Linked DNA regions of Mus musculus: regions 2 and 3 are each linked to region 1. Evidence: chromatin contacts called from public HiChIP or PLAC-seq data. All regions are on one chromosome and are shown on one strand. Each heading gives the region's core, a stretch centred on a gene start, on an enhancer-like site or on the middle of the called end of the contact. The rest is flanking DNA. Distances are from core to core; before and after follow the strand shown.

Region 1 (3,156 bases), core at 491-2,990:
TTGATATTGTCAGACTAGGGAGTCTATAGTTTGATGTTCACTTCACTAATCCTAAATATCATGTTTTGAGACACAGCTTTGCTCTATGGACGAGGCTTGCTGGGGCTTATGATCCTCCTGCTCCCTCCTGCCTCAGTCTCTCAAGGGCTAGAATTATAAGAATGTGCTACTACAGCAGGGGAGGCCTTTTATTAGCACCTCAACCACCAAGATTTTAAGGGATGAAAAAGGAAGTCTGAAAATAGCTTAGGATGCTAAGAGTATCTCAAGAAAACTTCAAAAATGTCTAACATTGAAAGAAATGGTCACTTTAAAAAAAGGAAAAAAGGAAAAGAAAATTGGTCTGAGCATAACAAACTAAAATATATTCTTATAAAAAATTAATAAAATGTTGGCTCCTAAGAGAATCCATGATTGTAAAGTAAGAAAGTCTGGCGTGTGTGTGTGTATGCACATGTATATGCACGTGTGTATGTATGTATGTGAATGTTAAAGTATCAGAAGATAATATTTATGGTTTGAGTGTGTTAAATGGATTTGAAGACTTTGAAACCCCTGATTTGATAGATATGTTTGTTCATTCATTCATGAAATATTTATGACTGTCTCCTACATATCAGAGAAATCTCTAGCAATATGAATTCGCAGCTACTAGTCCTGAGAGGCAGACACTACCGTCCAGATAAAAGAATGGTGATATAATGTACAACTCACATGTTTAAGAAGCACCTGGAACATGAGCACTGTAAACTGAGGCTCTTAGTCTGCCTCCTGCTAGGAACTCAGTTCAGGGATACCTTCTGCCCCATGATAAGCGCCTGAAATGTGGACCCACTGAGCTGGAGACTGGACACAATTCCATCTGTTATGTCTAGAACTATTCTCTTTTGCCCTAGCTAGAGACTCTCAGCTCATCTTCTCCCTCTTCCCAGCCTTGTCGTTTCCCCTTAGCTCAGAGGAAGCTGTGGTCAGAGGAAGCATTGCACGGCTGCATCTGATTCTCTAGGATGCTAGGGGCTTCAGGACACTAATCCTGAATGCATTGTGTGTGTGGAGAGGAAACCTATTCATGAAGGAGAGGCCCATTCACATACTGAGCTCTGCTTGATCTGGAAGAGTAGATGCGGACAATCACCACTGTGTCCACCGTCCAGGAAGCCTGGCTAAGCCAAAGCCAGCAGCTCTCAATACATCATTATGTCATAAAAGAGATAGAGCAGCCATCATCGAAGTCTTGTAGGGAAATAGACTATATGCTCTATCCACAAGGATGCCATGATTTCATCCTTTATTTTTTGCCTGGATTCTAACACTGTCCATTGTTCAAGGGCAGTGTTTCCAAACTATGCCTAATTTACACACAGCACTGATTGGTTTCTGCTCCTTGGATGTGATAGTAGGAAAAGAAGATGAAGAGAGAGGAGGGAAGAGGGAGGAGGGAGAAGGGAGGAGGGAGGAGGGGGAGGATACACTTTATTGTTCTCCACAATTTTTATTTTATCATTTTGGAGCACTCAGACGAGGGTTTGGGAATCTTCGTTCAGCTTCTCTTAATGAAGCCACAGTGAGCACTTAATGCTGCTTCAGTTCGCACACACAAACTTTCTAATTATAAAAGGCCCCTTTCAGGCTCATTCAGGGCATATAATCTTATTTGCAGCCCCTAATTGGAGGGCTGTGTTTGTTGAAAAGAACAGAAGTCTCCAGTCATTTCGGAGAAAGCTGCCCCATCAATGCCCGTGGGAAGAAAAGAACTATTTATTTTATCTGTTAATCCCAAGTACAAACACAGCGAAGCTGTCTTTTCTAATAGTGACCCATTTCATGTTCAACTGGGAGAGAGCTAGCTTTGCTCAATAAGACTTTTGTGGCAACCAAAAAAAAAAAAGTCAATCTTATTAGGAGTCCCATTGAAAACCTTCCAATAACTTATCTTTTCAAGAACTGAACCGAATCCCCAGTTGAATCCTCTCTGTTGTCTGACACAAAATTCCAAATCTGGGCGGGAAGAAACCTCAACTAGTGAGCCCCATCTAGTGACAGGGAAGTAGAGTACCAGGGCGAAATCCCGCTCTATAATTAGCCCGTATCTTTATATCTAATTTTTAAAATTCTCCTATATGTGACCATGCCTTTATGTTTTATCATTGTTTTGCCTATTCCTGTACTTCTAGGAATCACTTCTGTACTATACCAATTTCCTTCGGATAGCTTAAATCTGAGTCTTAAAGAATGCTTAAAACAAATGAGATCACCTCATTTGTGGTTGAGTTTTAAAATGTGAGTGGCCACATGAAACGGTACTTATAGATGAAGAAGTGTTTGATATAAGTAGGATTACTTGTGTGTTGATTAAGATAGGGTCTAAAGGGTCTTCATTCTGAAGGGCTTCACAATAATGAAGTTCTGGCGGGAAAATTGCAGTTCTGAGTCTGTGAACAGTTTCAAAGTCATCTTTTCTAGGCAGTCTCCATATTTGATGGCTGTGTTGTTTGGGATGCATGTCCTATAGCTGACAGCATTAGAAGTTAAGTTGGTCTCCCTTCTTTCTGTGCATCTGCATTCCTTGACAAAGATGTCAACACACTATGATTGACTTTAGTCATACATGGTGAATTCCTTTGCTAATGAGTCTGCCCTCAAAAGGCAAACCCTCTTTGTATGCCCCCCGCCACTCATTAATAACCACATGTCACTTTACATAGAAACAGAAGGCATCCCTCCATCTCTCTGTACTCCAGTTGATTTCAGAATCTTTCCATTAGCTTATGTGGTCACACCTCCTTAGATATGTAGAAGCATCTAGATTACGGAGGAAAGTCTTTGCACTGCCCTTTACTGTTCAAAATTGACTCTGAGAAGTCATATCTCCCTTTGATGTACCCAGAGCTCAGAGTACCAAGCTGTACAGAGTCTGTTCCCTCACCTCGCAGCTGCCAGACTTTAGACAAATCACTTCTCTCGGCCACAAACATGTCACCGTGTGTTGTATTTGCTTCACAGAGCTCTTATGAAGATGAATTGAATGTAGCCCATGAAGTGCTTAGCTCAGGGCCTGGCACGCAGCAGAGAGCTCAGAAATACTGTTATCGCTTAAGAAATGAAGGGCTCAGCAGCATCACTCTCAAGATGCTTGAAAAGATGGATGGGATGGGG
Region 2 (3,156 bases), core at 285-2,784, 180 kb before region 1:
CCAGTAGTAACATTTATTCCCCCAATCCCCTTTGGAGACAGTAATTGAGGATCCTGGCTTGACTCTCAGGCTCCGCCATGCTCTTTGATGCTTCCCTCTTATCTATCTGACTGTATTAGTTGTCAGCCTTAAGCTGGGACATGCTTCCACTGACGGTACCAGTAAGAACTCCCATGGCAGGAGAACCTGGCCCACCAGTGGCTTTCTGTTTGGCTAATGCTGTTTATGTTTGGCTTTTGTCATTTGCAGGTCTCAGGAGCTATGGGGACCTCCCACCAGGTCTTTCTGGTCCTCAGCTGTCTCCTCACAGGTATGTATCCACACATGCGTCCTTGTTCTCCTAACTCACAGTTCCAGGGAGCCAACGTCCATGTTCTGTGGGCCTCTCACCTGCACCTGGGTCCAAAGGGGGGCGAGATGAAACCAACAGGAACTTTTGATGCCTTTCACTAAATGGCACCAATTCCATTTCAAAACAAGAGCTTTCTGTCAGTGGTCCGAAGGGAGGAATAATCTGGATATTGACATGTCTGCACTTGCCCACTTCTTCCTCTCTCTGGGATGGGCTTACAGCAAGGAAGGAGAAGATGGTTTTGAGCATGTTCAAATAGAGTAAAGACTCAGGCATCCTTCATCAGGTTTAGGGACTCAAACCTGTAATCCCAGCCACTTGGGAGGCTGTAGCAGGAAGATCATAAACTCGCGGTGTGCCAGGGCTACATAGTGAGACCCTGTCTTTAAAAACAAAAAGTAAAAAGAGGGCTGGGGAGATGCTCAGTGGTAGAGCGCTGGCCTGGCACTTGGTAGATCCTTTCCACGTGTTTGTCTGTTGCAGACATTACTCCAAAGTTAGGCACCGATGGAAACTAGAGACCATTAATTAATAATTAAGTCAGAACGTGTCTCCTCTTCAGACAAGGGAAGCTCGGCTGAAACGTGAAGCTTAGGGATTAGTTTCAAGCCCCCACTCCCCGCCTGTGTTTTATTTATTATTTGTGAATTTAAACCCATGCCTTCCTGCTTTGGCTTTTGGAAATCATTAAGGAGAGATGGTGTGCCAGAGGGTGGCAGTGAGGAAAGACGTGGGGCTCCTGAGTGAGCCCAGATCTGCTGTGTGCTTTGTTCGGGCCTCTCTCCCTGCCTCTTCTCACATCTCCTGCCCATTTTTTTTTTAAACCAAGGGAAACTTCTGCAGGGCATATGCATGATAAAGAACCCATATGTGCTTGAGCCCAGACCGCACTGGGATATTTTATGGTCACACATAAGAGTGTGAAATATGGAATTGGAATCAGACATCCTTTATCCGTTTGAGTGTTTGGAGGGGTGAGTATGGGGCGTTTGGTGGGGCTGTTGAGGCCGTTGGAACACTTGCTGCCCTCAGCAGATGCAGTGGCTGTTATAATGGGGGGCCTTTCATGGGCATCCAGAGGAACAGAGTTTCACGTAGAAATGGCCGTTGTTCATATAAGCCGCCACTGTGGCTACTCTCAGCGCTCTGGAGAAGCTGTCCTTTCTGGCTCGCCCTATTCAATGGCTGTCCCTTTCTACAGGGCCGGGCCTCATCTCCTGCCAGCTCTTATTACCCTCTATCCTCCCAAACGAGAATGAGAAGATTGTGCAGCTGAATTCGTCCTTTTCTCTGAGATGCGTTGGGGAGAGTGAAGTGAGCTGGCAGCACCCCATGTCTGAAGAAGACGACCCCAACGTGGAAATCAGAAGTGAGGAGAACAACAGTGGCCTCTTTGTCACAGTGCTGGAAGTGGTTAACGCCTCCGCAGCCCACACCGGATGGTACACTTGCTACTACAACCACACTCAGACGGATGAGAGTGAGATCGAAGGCAGGCACATTTACATCTATGTACCAGGTGAGTTGCAGGGCCCTCCTAGACCACGCTGCGTCCTGCCCTGCCTGCCTCTGAGTCACCGAGTTAAGGGGCATAAAACACGAGGGATTCATAAATGTTTATTGCAGAGAAATTTGCAAGGTAGAAAAGTCTTTCCCTTCTTTCATCTCTGTCTGTCTGTCTCTGTCTGTCTCTGACTGTCTCTGTCTGTCTCTGACTGTCTCTAACTGTCTGTCTCTGTCTGTCTGTCTGTCTGTCTGTCTGTCTGTCTGTCTGTCTGTCTGTCTCTCACTGGAACTCTCACTGAGGCTGGATCTAGGTGGTTAGCCTGCCAACCCAAGCTATCCTCCTGCTTCCACCTTCCACAGAGCTAAGGATATAGATTTTTTTCTTTTTATGTGAGTCTTTGTGATTAGAACCCTGGTACTCATGCTTTTAAAACAAGTGCTCTTACTCACTGGGCCACTCCTTAGCTCTCTGTCTGCCTGTCAGTCTTTGGTTCTTGAGACTCTCACTGTCTTAGAACTTGCCATTGTAGTCCAGGCTGGCTTCTAACTTATAGCAATCCTATGGCTTCAGCCTTCTGGGTGCTAGGATTAAGGGCATGGGGATGCTTAACTTGCTGGTTTTGTGTTTGAGATAAGGTCTCCTTCTGTAGACCAGACTGGCTCTGAATTTACCATTCTCTGACCTCACCTCCCAAGTCACAGAATTGTGTGCATGTGGTACCCGACTCCGGTGTTTTGTTTTGTTTGTTGTTGTTGCTTTTGAGATGAGAGCTTGGTATGTTGCCCAGGCTACCCTCAAACTGCTACACTTAACTAGTCCTGCTGTCTCAGCCTCTTAAATAGCAGAGACTACCCACATTATGACCAGCAAAATACACAAATTAAATACAGATCATTTGCACGTTCAAAATCAAGAAAAACTCATGGGAGGCTTGGAGATATGGTTCAGGTTTTGGGAGCATTCGCAGCTCTTGCAGAGGACCCAGGTTTGGTTCCTAGGACTCACAGAGATACATCCCTCTGTTAGACAGTTACAGGAGATTAGCGCCCTCTTCTGTCCTCCACCTGAACTGCATACATGTAATGTACCTACATACATATTCAGCCAGAACACACACACACACACACACACACACACACACACACCAAAAACCAAATAAACAAACATGGAAATTCCCCTAAATGTTAACGACCAAGGCAAAAAGAATTCCTTCCACTCTTCAAGAGTTAATGCACCTTTGTAGGAAAGCTGGAATGGTGGTATTTAAAATGCATGTTGTTTTAAAAGAGAAAGACTT
Region 3 (3,156 bases), core at 454-2,953, 150 kb before region 1:
GAGAAGATTAAAAAAAAAGTTTTCTGAATTTGGGGCCTTTAGGTGGTAGGCTATCAGGAGCATCCGAACTGTCAAAGTGGTTAGTGTGAGTTCATTGGCATTCTCTGCCATGTGTCTAATTGCTGACTCTGTATGAATGAAACATGGGCTATGATTACTGCAATCACTGTATTGCTTCTAGCAGGTGACGCTTTGGAAGGCACAGAAGCAATAACAAGGTACTTGACTACCTACTGGCATAATCTCAATGCAAACCCCAACTTTCCCTTTTCACAGTAAGTGTGAAGACTGAGCCAGATTGGCCAATTGAAAAACAAAAACCTGACTAGAGTCTTTCGAGCCAATTAGACTTGAACTACATCCGTCTTTCTAGACTCGTGGCTGGAGCAGTCTGTTTACCACTCATTTGCACAGCCTCTGTTTGTTGCTTCTTTTTATTCTGATGTCGCTTTGGGCCTTGCATGACACCATGAAGTTGGATGATACTTCTCAGACCAGCAGTTTCCCATCTTTAGCTGTACCCACCTCTGAGATTCAATGGGAATACGTTCACTTTTGTTTTTTGAGACAGGGTCTTTCTACGCAGCCCTGGCTGCCCTGGAACTCACTGTGTAAACCAGGCTAGCCTTGAACTCTCAGAGATCCACTGTCTCTGTACCCCCAGTGCTGGGATTACAGGCATGCACCACCACACTCAGCAGGGATACATTTTTATTTTTAAACAGTGTTTTGACTGTATCCTGATTTGTTTTCTTTCTGGCCTCCTGCAGAGTCCCTGGAAGAAAATTTACCAATCTTTCCTGCTTTCTATTTTTATGATGACAATCAAAGCTTGCCCGAGGAACACAATTTGTGACTTTTAAAAAAATGATCAATGATGTCCTTAAAAAAATGTGGTCTGCCAACCTGTACAAAATGGTCCTATATTTGTGAAGAGGGACGTAAGATAAAACGATGTTATACATCGATATGTATATATCTGTTGCTATGTAGACTTGGAGAATACTGCCAAAATGTGTATGACAAGCTGTATCACTGCCTTTGTTTATATTTTTTTTAACTGTGATATTCCCCACAGGCACGTTAACTGTTGCACTTTTGAATGTCCAAAATTTATATTTTAGAAGTAATAAAGAGAAAAATACTGACATGTTCCCAACATGGTGGTGTGGTAAGTGTGTGAGAGCGACTTACTCCATAGGAAGGGTCTTCCAATACAAGATGGCTTCCAGATACCCCTGTTCATGTTTTGTTTTAAAAAGTGTAAATGGAGATCTTTATATTTCAATAAATGATTTATTATATATGACTTAACGTTATGAAGGTCTACCACTTCTTTCGCTTTGTTTTTTAGTTTGGTCAGAATTCCACCCAACCCTCTCTCTAATGTTCATCCTGTTGTTAGTTTGAGGCAGGATCTTGTTGTATAGCTCTGGTTGGCATTGGGCTTTCTGATTCTCCTGCTTCAGCCTCCAAAGTACTGGTATCATAGACATCTAGCACAATGGCCATCTTTTCCTCCTCCTCCCCCTCCTCCCCCTCCTCCCCCTCCTCGTCGTCCTCCTCCTCCTCCTCTCCTTCTTTTCTGAATAGACTCACTAGTTAGTAAAGCAGTTTTCGGCTTACAGGACATTTGAGTGGAAACTGGAGATCTCCCATATCCCAGTTGGCATCACACACGAGTAGCTTCCCCGTCTCTATGGTAACCTATCAGCATGTACACTGATGAGCCTGCATCCCTGCGCCATCACCTGTGCTGTGCTTGAGCATCCTCTGTTACGTGCAGGCAGGTTTATGTGCTTCACATTCGACAGCCTCCTGGTATCTCATCAGATAAATTAGTGCAATTAATTAATGCAGATTATTCTCTTAATAATTGGAAAATAGGCCCCCTGTTTCAGAATAACTCCCAATTTCAGATAGCCAAATGACCTCAGAGTGAGACCGCCTACAGATCCAGGCCTGTATCCTTCAGCACAAGGCTGTTCATTGAGTATTGGCTCCACCTTGGTTCAGCCCAGGAAGGAGCTGGATTCCTGGGAATAATAACATGTCTGTCTGAACAGCAGCTACACAGTTCCGTCCTCTAACAGACAGTCCTGTCTAATTTATCTGCTCTAGTGTTTTCGTTTTTTTTTTTAATTAGGGGATTAAAAACTTCTAAAATGTACCATTTACACTTCTTTTGAGTCTTGCAATAAGCTTTTAAATATTCCTACCAAGGCAGGGAAGACATCTCATAGGTGTAGAAACGAAGGACCCCAAGACTAATGTAACGATAGCACTAGGATTAGCAATTCCAAATATATGAATTCCACTATTATTTGCATGATGAGCCAGAAAGAAAGCAAGAGATACTGAGAATATCAGCATGCAGAAGTAGCTTGCCTGGATCCTTTGATTTTTCAAAGACAAGTGATGGACAAGTTCAGCCTGGAGAAACTACTCTATGTGTTTGTAATCAGAGCCTTTCTTTTTCAGGCTGAAATACACCAGGTCTAATAATGGCCATTGTGATTTTAATAGTGGCGTGCTTCATGAAAAGCAACTCAGGAAAATGGCCTACCCTATGAGAATCCATCATAAGCCTGGCAATTTCCCTCAGGATAACAGCAACAGAAATGTTTCATTATCTTCAACTCCAAATACACATAAAGGCTAAATCCAACAGCATATAATGGTAGCAGTGTTTATAATAGAGACAATTGTTTCATCTCATAGGAAAATGTGTGTGAAAGTATATGTGTGTTCTTAATTAGCTGTCTATAGCATCCTGTCCCACCTGGAGACATGAGTAGCACCCACGTCCTAAAGTATAATGGCGATAACTTCCCAACTAAGTTCATATGCCAGTAATGGTCCATCATTCATACAAAGAGGAGGGAGACGTTGAGGACAGATGAGGGGAACATATTTGCTTCCCCTGCCCCAATTCTGGTTTATAGGCTAATTGGAATTTTTAAAAGCTTTGCCACATTAGCCCGGCAGATGGCATTTTGCTTCATCATTGTTCATGGGTATTAATGACTTCCCCCTGGAGCTTGTGCATCCTGTCTGTTTTGAATTTCATCACATTTCACACGAACTGCTCCAAACAGAATCAGAACCAGGCTTTTCTCTGCAGAGACTGGGCTGGAGATTGGTTTGGTCTATGTA

Evidence for each region. HiChIP or PLAC-seq counts read pairs in DNA pulled down with a chosen protein or histone mark.
Region 2: a contact with region 1 is called in an H3K27ac HiChIP or PLAC-seq map of oligodendrocyte precursor cells, with 4 times the contacts expected there. The contact joins two enhancer-like sites. A contact is called at or near these places in 3 of 115 datasets of contacts at active chromatin or transcription factors (neural progenitor cells, neural stem cells and oligodendrocyte precursor cells) and 1 of 9 other capture datasets (adipose tissue).
Region 3: an H3K27ac HiChIP or PLAC-seq map of oligodendrocyte precursor cells shows a contact between it and region 1, with 5 times the contacts expected there. The contact joins two enhancer-like sites. A contact is called at or near these places in 4 of 484 Hi-C or Micro-C datasets (cerebral cortex, megakaryocyte progenitors, neural progenitor cells and 1 more) and 1 of 115 datasets of contacts at active chromatin or transcription factors (oligodendrocyte precursor cells).

Annotation. Positions count from the first base shown.
Region 1 is chr5:75,345,916-75,349,071 of GRCm38.p6, forward strand. No RefSeq gene overlaps it. Among named protein-coding and RNA genes, the nearest start is that of Mir7025, 170 kb to the left of the region's middle. Within about 2 kb of position 1,741, at least 12 of the 459 cell types and tissues checked have an H3K27ac peak or open chromatin away from gene starts, as enhancers often do. A contact at or near this core is called in oligodendrocyte precursor cells, where this site is marked.
Region 2 is chr5:75,161,982-75,165,137 of GRCm38.p6, forward strand. Pdgfra (platelet derived growth factor receptor, alpha polypeptide) reads left to right here. Exons shown (of 23, transcript NM_011058.3): 2 at 250-310; 3 at 1,554-1,871. The coding sequence starts at 262. Among named protein-coding and RNA genes, the nearest start is that of Pdgfra, 11 kb to the left of the region's middle. Within about 2 kb of position 1,535, at least 9 of the 459 cell types and tissues checked have an H3K27ac peak or open chromatin away from gene starts, as enhancers often do. A contact at or near this core is called in oligodendrocyte precursor cells, where this site is marked.
Region 3 is chr5:75,196,893-75,200,048 of GRCm38.p6, forward strand. Pdgfra (platelet derived growth factor receptor, alpha polypeptide) reads left to right here. Exons shown (of 23, transcript NM_011058.3): 23 at 1-1,314. Among named protein-coding and RNA genes, the nearest start is that of Mir7025, 22 kb to the left of the region's middle. Within about 2 kb of position 1,704, at least 4 of the 459 cell types and tissues checked have an H3K27ac peak or open chromatin away from gene starts, as enhancers often do. A contact at or near this core is called in oligodendrocyte precursor cells, where this site is marked.